Regions from separate parts of the Zea mays genome. Here all the other regions are linked to region 2. A link is a contact called in public Hi-C data. All regions are on one chromosome and are shown on one strand. The core of a region is the stretch at or near the end of the contact, and the rest is flanking DNA. Distances in the headings are between cores, read along the strand shown. Region 1 holds the start of LOC100281173 (cytokinin-O-glucosyltransferase 3). Region 2 holds the start of LOC103646246 (sialyltransferase-like protein 3). Region 3 holds the start of LOC100273927 (Serinc-domain containing serine and sphingolipid biosynthesis protein).

Region 1 (3,293 bases), core at 766-3,265, 220 kb before region 2:
TTCCCCTTCCAACATATAACAACACACAAGCCAATATATTTAGGAGCGAGACATTTCTTCGTTGGTCTTTATAGATACTATCTTCATATAAAAGACATATTTGGTTCGCTGTCTAACTTATCATATTTTAGCGTAGTTAGTCGCAAACCAAATATATCTGAAGTTTTCATGACAAATTTTAAGGTGTTGTTTGGTTCACCGTTTTTTATGCCCGTAAACGTTTGCACCACTGTCTGCTCGTTATCTCTACCCAGAAGCGCTATCCAATCCTGCAGGCTACACGTTAATGAACCAAACAAATCCGTTTCTGTTACAATGCAACAGGAGCCGTAATCCCATCAATCCGTCGTCCTTTGTAGTTGAGGAATTCTTAACACAGATTTCCCGCGCGCGTACTTAGTTGCAGATTCCTCGCGCAACCATCTCAAAGCGGGGCATCTCAGGGTTCAACGCATCGCAGGAACCCTTCCAGGCTCTCCGCCGCCGACCCGCCAGGCGCTTCCCACGCGGCCTCCATGGTGCGTGCGATCGCCGCCACCACCCTCCTCATCTCATCACCCTTCGCCGTGTCCCCCATCACCGTCCGCTCGGCCTCGACCACCGCCCTGCTCTCCACCGCGGAGCTCTCCAGGTTCCCGCGCGCCAGCTCCACGCAGACGCCCCACTCGACCGCGAGATTTGCGTTGAAGAACTGCTCGGCGCCCAACGGCCACCCGATCAGCGGCACGCCGCGGGACAGGCTCTCGAGGACGGAGTTCCACCCGCAGTGGCTCAGGAACGCGCCGGTGGACGGGTGCGACAGGATCCGCATCTGCGGCGCCCACCCGCGCGCCAGCAGTCCCACATTCGCCCTCGCCGTTCGCTCCTCGAAGCCAGCCGGGAGCCACTCGGGCCTGAACACGTCCTTCGCGTCGAACCCCAGCGGCGGGCGGAGCGCCCAGAGGAAGGGGCGACCGCTCGCCTCCAGCCCCAGCGCGAGCTCCATCATCTGATCCGCGCTGATGCTGTTCTGCGATCCGAATGATATGTACAGCACCGAGCGCGGCGGGTGCGTGTCCAGCCACCGGATGATGCTGGCGTCGTCCCGCGAGTCTGACGACGGGGCCGTCGGCTCTGCGAGGACTGGCCCGATTGGCCATGGCTGGACGCCGAAGCTTCTCCGGAGCATGTCGAGGCCGGAGGGTTCCAGTTCCCGGACGGTGTTGACAAGGAGAGCGTCGGTCTTGCGGCAGGAGGCGATGACGCGCCGGAAGAAGGCCGTCCAGGGGTCCGCCCCCGTGGCAGAGAGGATGAACCTCGGGATCTGCGTGCGGTGGAGAACGACGTCTGGGAAATCCGGCAGCGGGAACTCGTCGGCGGCCGTAAGGGCGTGCGGGAGGTGCTCCCACACGGAGAAGAACACGGCGTTGCCGAACGCGCCGCCGGGAAGGAACACCGCGTGGGACGCGCCCCGCGCGCGCGCGACTTCGGCCGTCCACCCGAAGAAGGCATCGGCGACGATGCAGACTGGGGAACCGATGCCGGAGACGAACTTCTCGAACGCAGGGCGGAGCGACTCGGAGGCCGTGAAGAAGGTGATGAACTGGTGGATCTGGACATCGGCGAGGGAGTCAGCGCCTGGGGGCAGGCCGTGGTCGGCGGGGACGAACGGGAGCGCGTGGAGGCGCACGGGTGGGGAGGCAGGCGGGAGCGTGAGGGAGCCCAGGAGCCGCGGGGTGGAGACGAGCGTGACCTCGAGCCCTGGGCGGAGCGCGCGGAGGAGGCCAGCCAGGCGGAGGAAGACAGGGACGTGGCCGTGAGCCAGGAAGGGAAAGAGAACAAAGTGTGGGCTCCTCTTCGCTTCCACCGCCGCCATGGCAATTGATGCAGGCAAGAAGCTGCTGGCCAAGTGGATGGGTGGGTGGAGTTGGTTCTACTGCGGAAGTCGCCGGTCGCCGGCCGACGGCCCCCGGGGAGCGATGTCGCTTGTGCTCCGACGCTGCGACAACGCGCTGATCTGCTTTTTTAGAGGCAGCGTCCGTTGGTGGGCGCGACTTCGTGGTTTCATAACTTATTTTTTGGTACGGACATGCCAAGGGGAAGAGAAAGACGACTCAGCAACAACGATCAGAGGCTACAGGTTAACAGCTACAAAGAGCGATTGCATATGATCGATGATTACATATGATCTGCACTGCAGTTCATGTTGGAGAATATTACAGAATTGGCTACCTGACAGGTGTTCCTAGTGTACTTGTAACTCGAGTAAGAATGCACCGACGCATATAGAATTAACTGAACAATGAACATCTGCAGAGAAGAGGAAGCCTTTCTGAGAGACAACGGCATCAGTAAGACCGTCACGTGCCTCAAATGCTTCATGCTAGTCTGAAACCTTTCTGAGACAACGGCATACAATGACACTACGAAACTATGAACCACTATCATATTTCTCCCTACGAAATGCTGACACAAATAATGAATGCAGATTACAAGAACCCTACTAATTACTATCAATACTAGGAAAAGTCAGTAAAAAAATGTGTATTACCTTTGGCTAATCGAACATATTATAAATACATTATGAGTCATCCTTCTTTGAAGAATCATCAGAGGCAGGCGAGGATGCAGAGCTGACCCTCGTCCTATCTTTAGACTCGCTTAACATGACTACAACATGCCGCATTGGTGGTCTCTCGTACGGAGTCAAGCTAGTACATACCAAAGCAATTTTCATGACCTCGATCATATGATCGACAACACTTTGATCTTGTAAATCCATTTTTTTATCGAGGATCCCTGGACCCAAACAATTGTCCTTGATGTAGTTCTTTACCCATGTTACCAGATCGCCTCCTAGTTCCAAGGGTTGCACAGGGGCACGCCCAGTTAGCAGCTCCAGCAGCACGACGCCATAACTATATATATCACATTTCTCAGTAACCTTCATGGTATAAGCATATTCTGGTCAAAACAAGAGGACTAGGTTAGTACTTCACAGTAGGCATCAGCTTGTAGTTTACTAGCACAAAACCGAAAGGACTTAACCAGCAAATGGATGTCTGTGAGCTTCTGGCACAAGGGTGGGATATCAAGTAGATATATGAATAATATTCAGCTCACATTTCAAGATATCAAGTCTTTAAACATTGAAAATCACCAAGATATGGAAACCCCCACAGCAATATATCACCACAATGGTTCGAGGAAAAGTTGCCTAGTTGGTTTTATTAATATAAAATCCAGATGTCAGCATAAGCTTAAAGTTTCCTTGCTGCCATTTTTTGTGGGAAAACCAACATTATAATAATATT
Region 2 (3,090 bases), core at 371-2,870:
GGCCGGGCTCGGACAGGAAATTAGGCACGGTGGACTAGCCCGGCACGGCCCGTTTAGCTCTAAGCCCGTTAAGCCCGTTTTTTTACACTAAAACGTGCTTTTCGGCCCGCCTAGCCCGCTTTTCGGCCCGCTTTTTTCGTGCTAAACGGGCCGGCCCGGCCCGTTTAGGCCCATTGCGGGCCGGGCTCGGACAAGAAATTGAGCCCGCGTGCTTAGCCGGCCCGGCCCGGTTTTTTAATCGTGCCTGGCGGGCCGGGCCTAAAACGGGCCGGGCTTCACCGGACCCGGGTCGGACCGGGCCGGGCGGCCCGTTTGGACATCTCTACTTGGTGCTATCGCGGATTCTTTCTTGTGAACTGGTAAATCACTAGAAGGCGGCTGACGGGGACGGGGACGGAGAGGGCAACGCGGTGGGTCAGCCATGACGCGGCGCCGGCGGCTGGGCTGGCCTGGCCTTCCGCGTGGAATTACTACTTGCTCGCTCCCCACGTCTTCCTCGATCGGCAGGCTACAACACGGGAAATTTTGCCCGGTCCATGCACAACCGCTGGAGCAACAGTGAGTCGTCAGTCGCGATTGGCAGAACGGCACCACAAGTTTGGCGCATTTACATACACTTCACCACCATCCAATCCATAGTCAAAAGGTGCTTTGCAACATCAAAATCTGTCAGTAGTCGTCCGCTTAATAGTTAGGGTTCGATATATATACGTAAACTTTTTTTTTGTATATAGGCACCGAACCTTAAAACGTACTGTTTCTGTAGCTCATTGAACTTACCAAGTGGTAACTACATGTCCATATTATCCATGTGTCACTATGTCAGCACCTTGCTATCTACATGGCAAGGCTAACATGAGAATTGACCCTTTTGGGTCAGCAATCAGCACGCCATCTACGTTATGGTGACAAGACTAACATGAGCGCTGATCTCCTTTAGGTCAACATGTCATCCACACTACAGTCACACCCCGCCATTCGGCTTCGTCCATAGATCACATGGGTAAGCTACAGTAAAATCTTAAGTTTATTCTAATCTAGCCTTTCATTATATTTATTAAATATGATGGAGGAGGATATTTGTATCAGGGGCTTTGGTTTTAAGTCTCGCGCTAGGTCATAGAAAACTCAGAACCGGTGCTATAATTAATTATTAGTGGTGTATCTCTTATTATAGTGCTTATTGGAGGGTATCTTGGGTTGGAGATAATTCTGGGGAAAAAAGAAATGGCAATAATAAAGTTCTGCGGATCCAAAGATTCTAGAGCTCCAACATGGGAGTGTAAAAACCCTTTTTAAAAAGGGCGTGTGTTGTGTAAGATGGATCGCTACTGGACTGAAGCAAGGGAATGTCTCAATCTTTCCATCCGACGTGCCGGCAACGACGAAGTTGCCACGTCATCCTTCCACCGTGCCGATCCCCCCTGGCCAAGAAAACACGCGAGCCCGGGGGAGCTAGGCGTCGTTTGGAACCTTCGCTAATCCTATCACCGCGTAGCTTTCCCCCACATGAACCTGGCGCAACTTGCAAGCAGAAAGACGATTAGTTTACGCATCGATCCACCACCACCATCACCACGAGTCCACGACGACTAAGGTCTAATTACAGCCTGCGAGAGCGGACGTGTGCAGCGTTAGATTCATGGTTTATATATATCAGTAAATAAAAAGCGCCCACGCCACGAACACGAGGAAGCTTAATTAGCTTGGTAGCCGGGCACGAGTACGTACGTGTGCTTCCAATATGAAGAGGCGGTGGAGCCACCCGTCGTCGGTCTTGCTCCTGCTGCTGCTGGTCGCCGTCTTCCTACTCCTCACGTTGCTGCGATGTCCCCTGCGCCACGCGCAGCAGGCCTGCGCTGACGACGACGCGGGAAGCTACGCCGTGGACGCCACGCTCGCGGAGCTCGCGGCCGCGGACCCGGCCGCGTCGGCAGTGCTGCGGGCCGCCGAGAGGTTGCTGGAGGGGAACCTGACGAGGGCTCCCCCGGAGCGCCGGGACGCCGCGGTGCGCGGCCTCCGCGAGTGGCTCGGCAGGCAGCGGTTCGAGCCCCAGGTGATGGCCGAGCTCGTGGACCTCATCAAGCGCCCCCTCGACCGGTGGCACTACGGCGTCGGCGCCGGGGCGACGGACAGCGACGACGGGCGGCGGCCGTACGCGTCGTGCGCCGTGGTCGGCAACAGCGGCATCCTGCTGGCGCGGGAGCACGGCGCGCTCATCGACGGCCACGACCTGGTGATCCGCCTCAACAACGCGCCCGCGGGCGCGGGCAGGTACGCGCGCCAAGTCGGCGCCAGGACCGGCCTCGCCTTCCTCAACAGCAACGTGCTGAGCCGCTGCACGACCGCCGGCTGCCGGCACTGCCGCGCCTACGGCGACCGCGTGCCCATCCTCACCTACATGTGCAACGCCGCGCACTTCGTGGAGCACGCGGTGTGCAGCGCAGGCGCGTCGGCGCCGGTGATCGTGACGGACCCGCGGCTGGACTCGCTGTGCGCGCGGCTCGCCAAGTACTACTCGCTGCGCCGGTTCGTGCGCGAGACGGGCCGGCCGGCGGAGGAGTGGGGCACGCGGCACGAGGAGGGCATGTTCCACTACTCGTCGGGGATGCAGGCCGTGGTGGCTGCGGCGGGCGTGTGCGGCCGGGTGTCCGTCTTCGGCTTCGGCAAGGACCCCGGCGCGCGCCACCACTACCACACGCTGCAGCGGGGCGAGCTGGACCTGCACGACTACGAGGCCGAGTACGAGTTCTACCGGGACCTCGAGGCGCGGCCGGAGGCGATACCGTTCCTGCGGGACTCCGGCTTCAGGCTGCCGCCGGTCGTGGTCTACCGGTGACTATTCATTCAAATTAATCAACGGCCGTGTCAGTCAGTGCCGACGTACATACACATACGCCATTGGTTTTTGACAAATTTTGCTACTCAATCAATCAAAACACGTTGTACAAAAGCTAACATGGAACCCAAAGCAACAATACAAACTACAAGGTTTGTAATATCCAAACAAGCAACAACATTAAACCAAAATTTTCAAAAAAAACATTTATTCAATACTCAAATGGTTTTTGCATCCAAATTCCAAACATG
Region 3 (3,106 bases), core at 503-3,002, 160 kb before region 2:
GACTGAAGTAACTGCGATGCCACAAGTTCCAACACAACTAGCTCAATCCTTACCATTGATTTGATCCAGGATCTGGCATCCATCGTTTATTGCACCATGATATGAAGTGGAGCATGCTTATGAGCTGGAGGAGGAGAAATATCCTGGAGGGATAATGAAACAGAAGTAACATGTTTACTATAAAAATAAGACCACCATCTAAAATAAACGTAAAATGTTGTTCATTAGGGCTTGAAACATCCCAAATTTGAGCAATGTAAGGACTTTCATTTAACTTACCCGGCACCCAGTCGAGCAACTTCACCTGCAGACACAACAAAATGGTTTTCTTTGAGCGTGCTAAAATTTAAGTATGGATGCATTGGTGGAAAAGTATACCAGGACCAGTACAACAAATTGAAACTTTCATCTTTGTTTATCATATTTTGAACTTTCCAAAGCAAGGAACTGTGAATTGATTGGCCTTGGCATTTCTAAGCATTAATTTCTCATATAAACTAGTTGCTATGAAGTAAAGCAAAATTCCCACTCTATAACTGCTGCACATTCACTTATGCCCAAGATATCTTACATCTACAGCAACGACGTTTGCCACACAGCCACAGTACTGCACAGAACTTACCATAAAATTGGATGAAGATGTTAGGGATGATAAATGGGATGCCGATCGACATGGCATACACAAGAGACTTCAGAATCCAACATCCAGAATGCCACGAATTACGAGCTTCATGGAGCTTGCGAGTTCCAAATGTTGTGGCAAACATCACCCAGAAAAATATCTTAACATTCTGTAAGGAAGTGAACCCAAGGAAACACAGCACGGTCCACAATGTCAAATGTTTAGTAGCTCTGGATTCTGGAACTAGTGCATCTACTATCCTGAATCCTTGACCATGCCCTTTTAGCGTTTTAGACAGGTTGTTCCAACAGATTTTAGGATTTTAGTTCAAATTTGTACAACATACTAGCAACTGGATCCAGAAAACCCCATTCCAAACGGGCCCATAGTTTGGTTAAGGACTCCGAAACACGGTTGTAATTGAAAACATTCTAGGCTTCTAGCTGCATGCCTCGTATATACAGTGAACGGGCCCATCAGTTACATGAGCTGAAACGAACACACACCGTGCTTGTTAGATGAAGGATACGAAGCAGCCCAAGCTTACTCGAAGCACTCCTCCGGACTGGAAGCACTTGGAGTCCCCTGCTCCGCAGACCGGCACATCTGCAGGCGTAATCGTAATCGGTGAGCACAGAATGCGTCCTTCCTCAGGCCACAAATGCGAGAGCTGAATTCTGAAGGGAAGAGGAACTCACGATGCAAGCCGCGGAGCGCCCTTGCCCCGTAGTCCCTGACGAACCAGGCCAGCAGGTTGGTGGCGAAGAAGACGAACCCGTACGCGTACCGCGCCCGCAGCGACTGCCGCCGCCTCGCGCCGTACGCGCCGCCGTCTCCGCACGGCTCCGCTCCAGCTGCCTTGATCACAGTCATATCCCCGCCTGCTCAGTCCCGCCGTCGTTGCTTCGTAGTTCCCGGGGTAAAGCGCGGCCTCGCCTCTCCCCGTCGGTTCAGCGCTGGGTTCCTGCGCGGAGCAGCAGCCAGCAGGGAGGGTTAGGGTCGCCGCGGCAATGCCCTGCAAAATTCGGACGCGGAACAACGGAAGTGAAGGGAAACGGGAATTCACGGCGGCGAGCTGCTCCGGGTCCGGTGTACGGTGGTGCGGAGGAGCGCCTGCCTCGTTCGCTTTTGCGCCTTTTAAAGCCGGGCGCAGCGGGCAGGCTGTGTTGCATTGCAGGCTGCAGCCGTGGATTTTTATGTCTTTTTAAAAACTATTTCTTTATCTTAGCTGCGATAGAGAAATAGGGCCGGTTTCACTTTTGACTTTGGCTTTTGCCCCCCTAAAAACCAAAACCTAACCCCCTAAAAACCAAAAGCTAACCAAAGTGCTGGATTCAGGAAGCATCTTTTTTTAAAAGCCGACTTTCTCGTAGTTTAAATCTAAAAGCAACTCTGGACCTGCTTTTAGTGGCTTTTTAGATGGAACTATGAAAACATATATCGATGAATTTTTAACGACTTTTAGTGGTTTCCACTAACCGGTTTTTAGCTTTTTAATAGCTTACAGCCTACAACAGCTTTTTTCACAGCTCACAACCTATAACAACTTTTTTCACAGCCACAGCCCAACCAAACTGAACCTAAAACTATTTTCAAAACTACCGATCATACTAAAATTTCTCTATCGCAGCTAAACAACGTCAACACCGGCGGTCCCTAAACTGGTCCTATTTATTTACCCTCTAAATTATATAATTTAGTTTAAATAATTTAATAGATAAACAAACAACATAGATTGTTGAGTGGATTATGTAATATAAATATCTAGATTATAATATCTATATGCAGGTCAATAAATGATTATATAATCTGTAAGGTAGATTATATAATACTAGGGAGAAACAAACAAGACCTTATTCTTAACTTATTCAAGGGTGTCAAGTTGATCTCTAAATTCTTAGAATAGTTGGGTCTTATTCTTAACTTATTCAAGGGTGTCAAGTTGATCTCTAAATTCTCAGAATAACTAATTAGATCTCTAAACATCGGTTCATGATGTCATTTTAGCCAAAATTGTTGTGAACATGACTTGGTTAGCTGACATGGTCTTACCATCGTGTTGTCCACGTGCAACGGCATCTTCGGAGCAAGGCTCGTCGAGGACGAGGAGGTGGCCATGCGGCAAGGCCGTGCCGCGTGGACGACACGGTGACAAGGCCACATTAGCCAATTAGATCATGTTTATAGTTGATTGGACTAAAATGATACCTGAACAATGTTTAGAAATATAATTGGCTACTCTGAGAGTTTAGGGACCAATTTAACAAACCTAAACAAGTGTAAAGACCGACAACATATTTTACTCAAAGGGGAATTATATTGTTTGTTTCTCTCCTCTTTCCCAGTGTTTTATCACCCTCAACAAGCACCACTACCCATCGATATATGGAGCTAGTCCTAAAGCTTTCTATTAGTTTATTAGTTATAATATTTAGTTTTAATTATGATTTTCCTTTTTAAAAAAATACACGTCCAGGCGACCGT

What was found. Hi-C and Micro-C count contacts between places; a contact is called where the count stands out from the background.
Region 1: a contact with region 2 is called in a Hi-C map of leaf, with 2.8 times the contacts expected there. The contact joins the promoter of LOC100281173 here to the promoter of LOC103646246 in region 2. A contact is called at or near these places in 2 of 25 Hi-C or Micro-C datasets (bundle sheath and leaf).
Region 3: a Hi-C map of tassel shows a contact between it and region 2, with 4 times the contacts expected there. The contact joins the promoter of LOC100273927 here to the promoter of LOC103646246 in region 2. A contact is called at or near these places in 13 of 25 Hi-C or Micro-C datasets (bundle sheath, ear, endosperm and 4 more).

The regions. Positions count from the first base shown.
Region 1 is chr2:32,157,252-32,160,544 of Zm-B73-REFERENCE-NAM-5.0, reverse strand. It overlaps LOC100281173 (cytokinin-O-glucosyltransferase 3), which reads right to left and starts at 2,015. Exons shown (of 1, transcript NM_001154092.2): 1 at 187-2,015. The coding sequence starts at 1,855. The coding sequence ends at 440. LOC112136070 reads right to left here. Exons shown (of 2, transcript NM_001361083.1): 2 at 2,113-2,943. The coding sequence ends at 2,561.
Region 2 is chr2:31,941,473-31,944,562 of Zm-B73-REFERENCE-NAM-5.0, reverse strand. It overlaps LOC103646246 (sialyltransferase-like protein 3), which reads left to right and starts at 1,620. Exons shown (of 1, transcript XM_008670973.3): 1 at 1,620-3,090. The coding sequence starts at 1,745. The coding sequence ends at 2,839.
Region 3 is chr2:32,098,882-32,101,987 of Zm-B73-REFERENCE-NAM-5.0, reverse strand. LOC100273927 (Serinc-domain containing serine and sphingolipid biosynthesis protein) reads right to left here and starts at 1,752. Exons shown (of 13, transcript NM_001360496.1): 1 at 1,689-1,752; 2 at 1,321-1,586; 3 at 1,152-1,228; 4 at 623-782; 5 at 280-304; 6 at 54-143. The coding sequence starts at 1,495.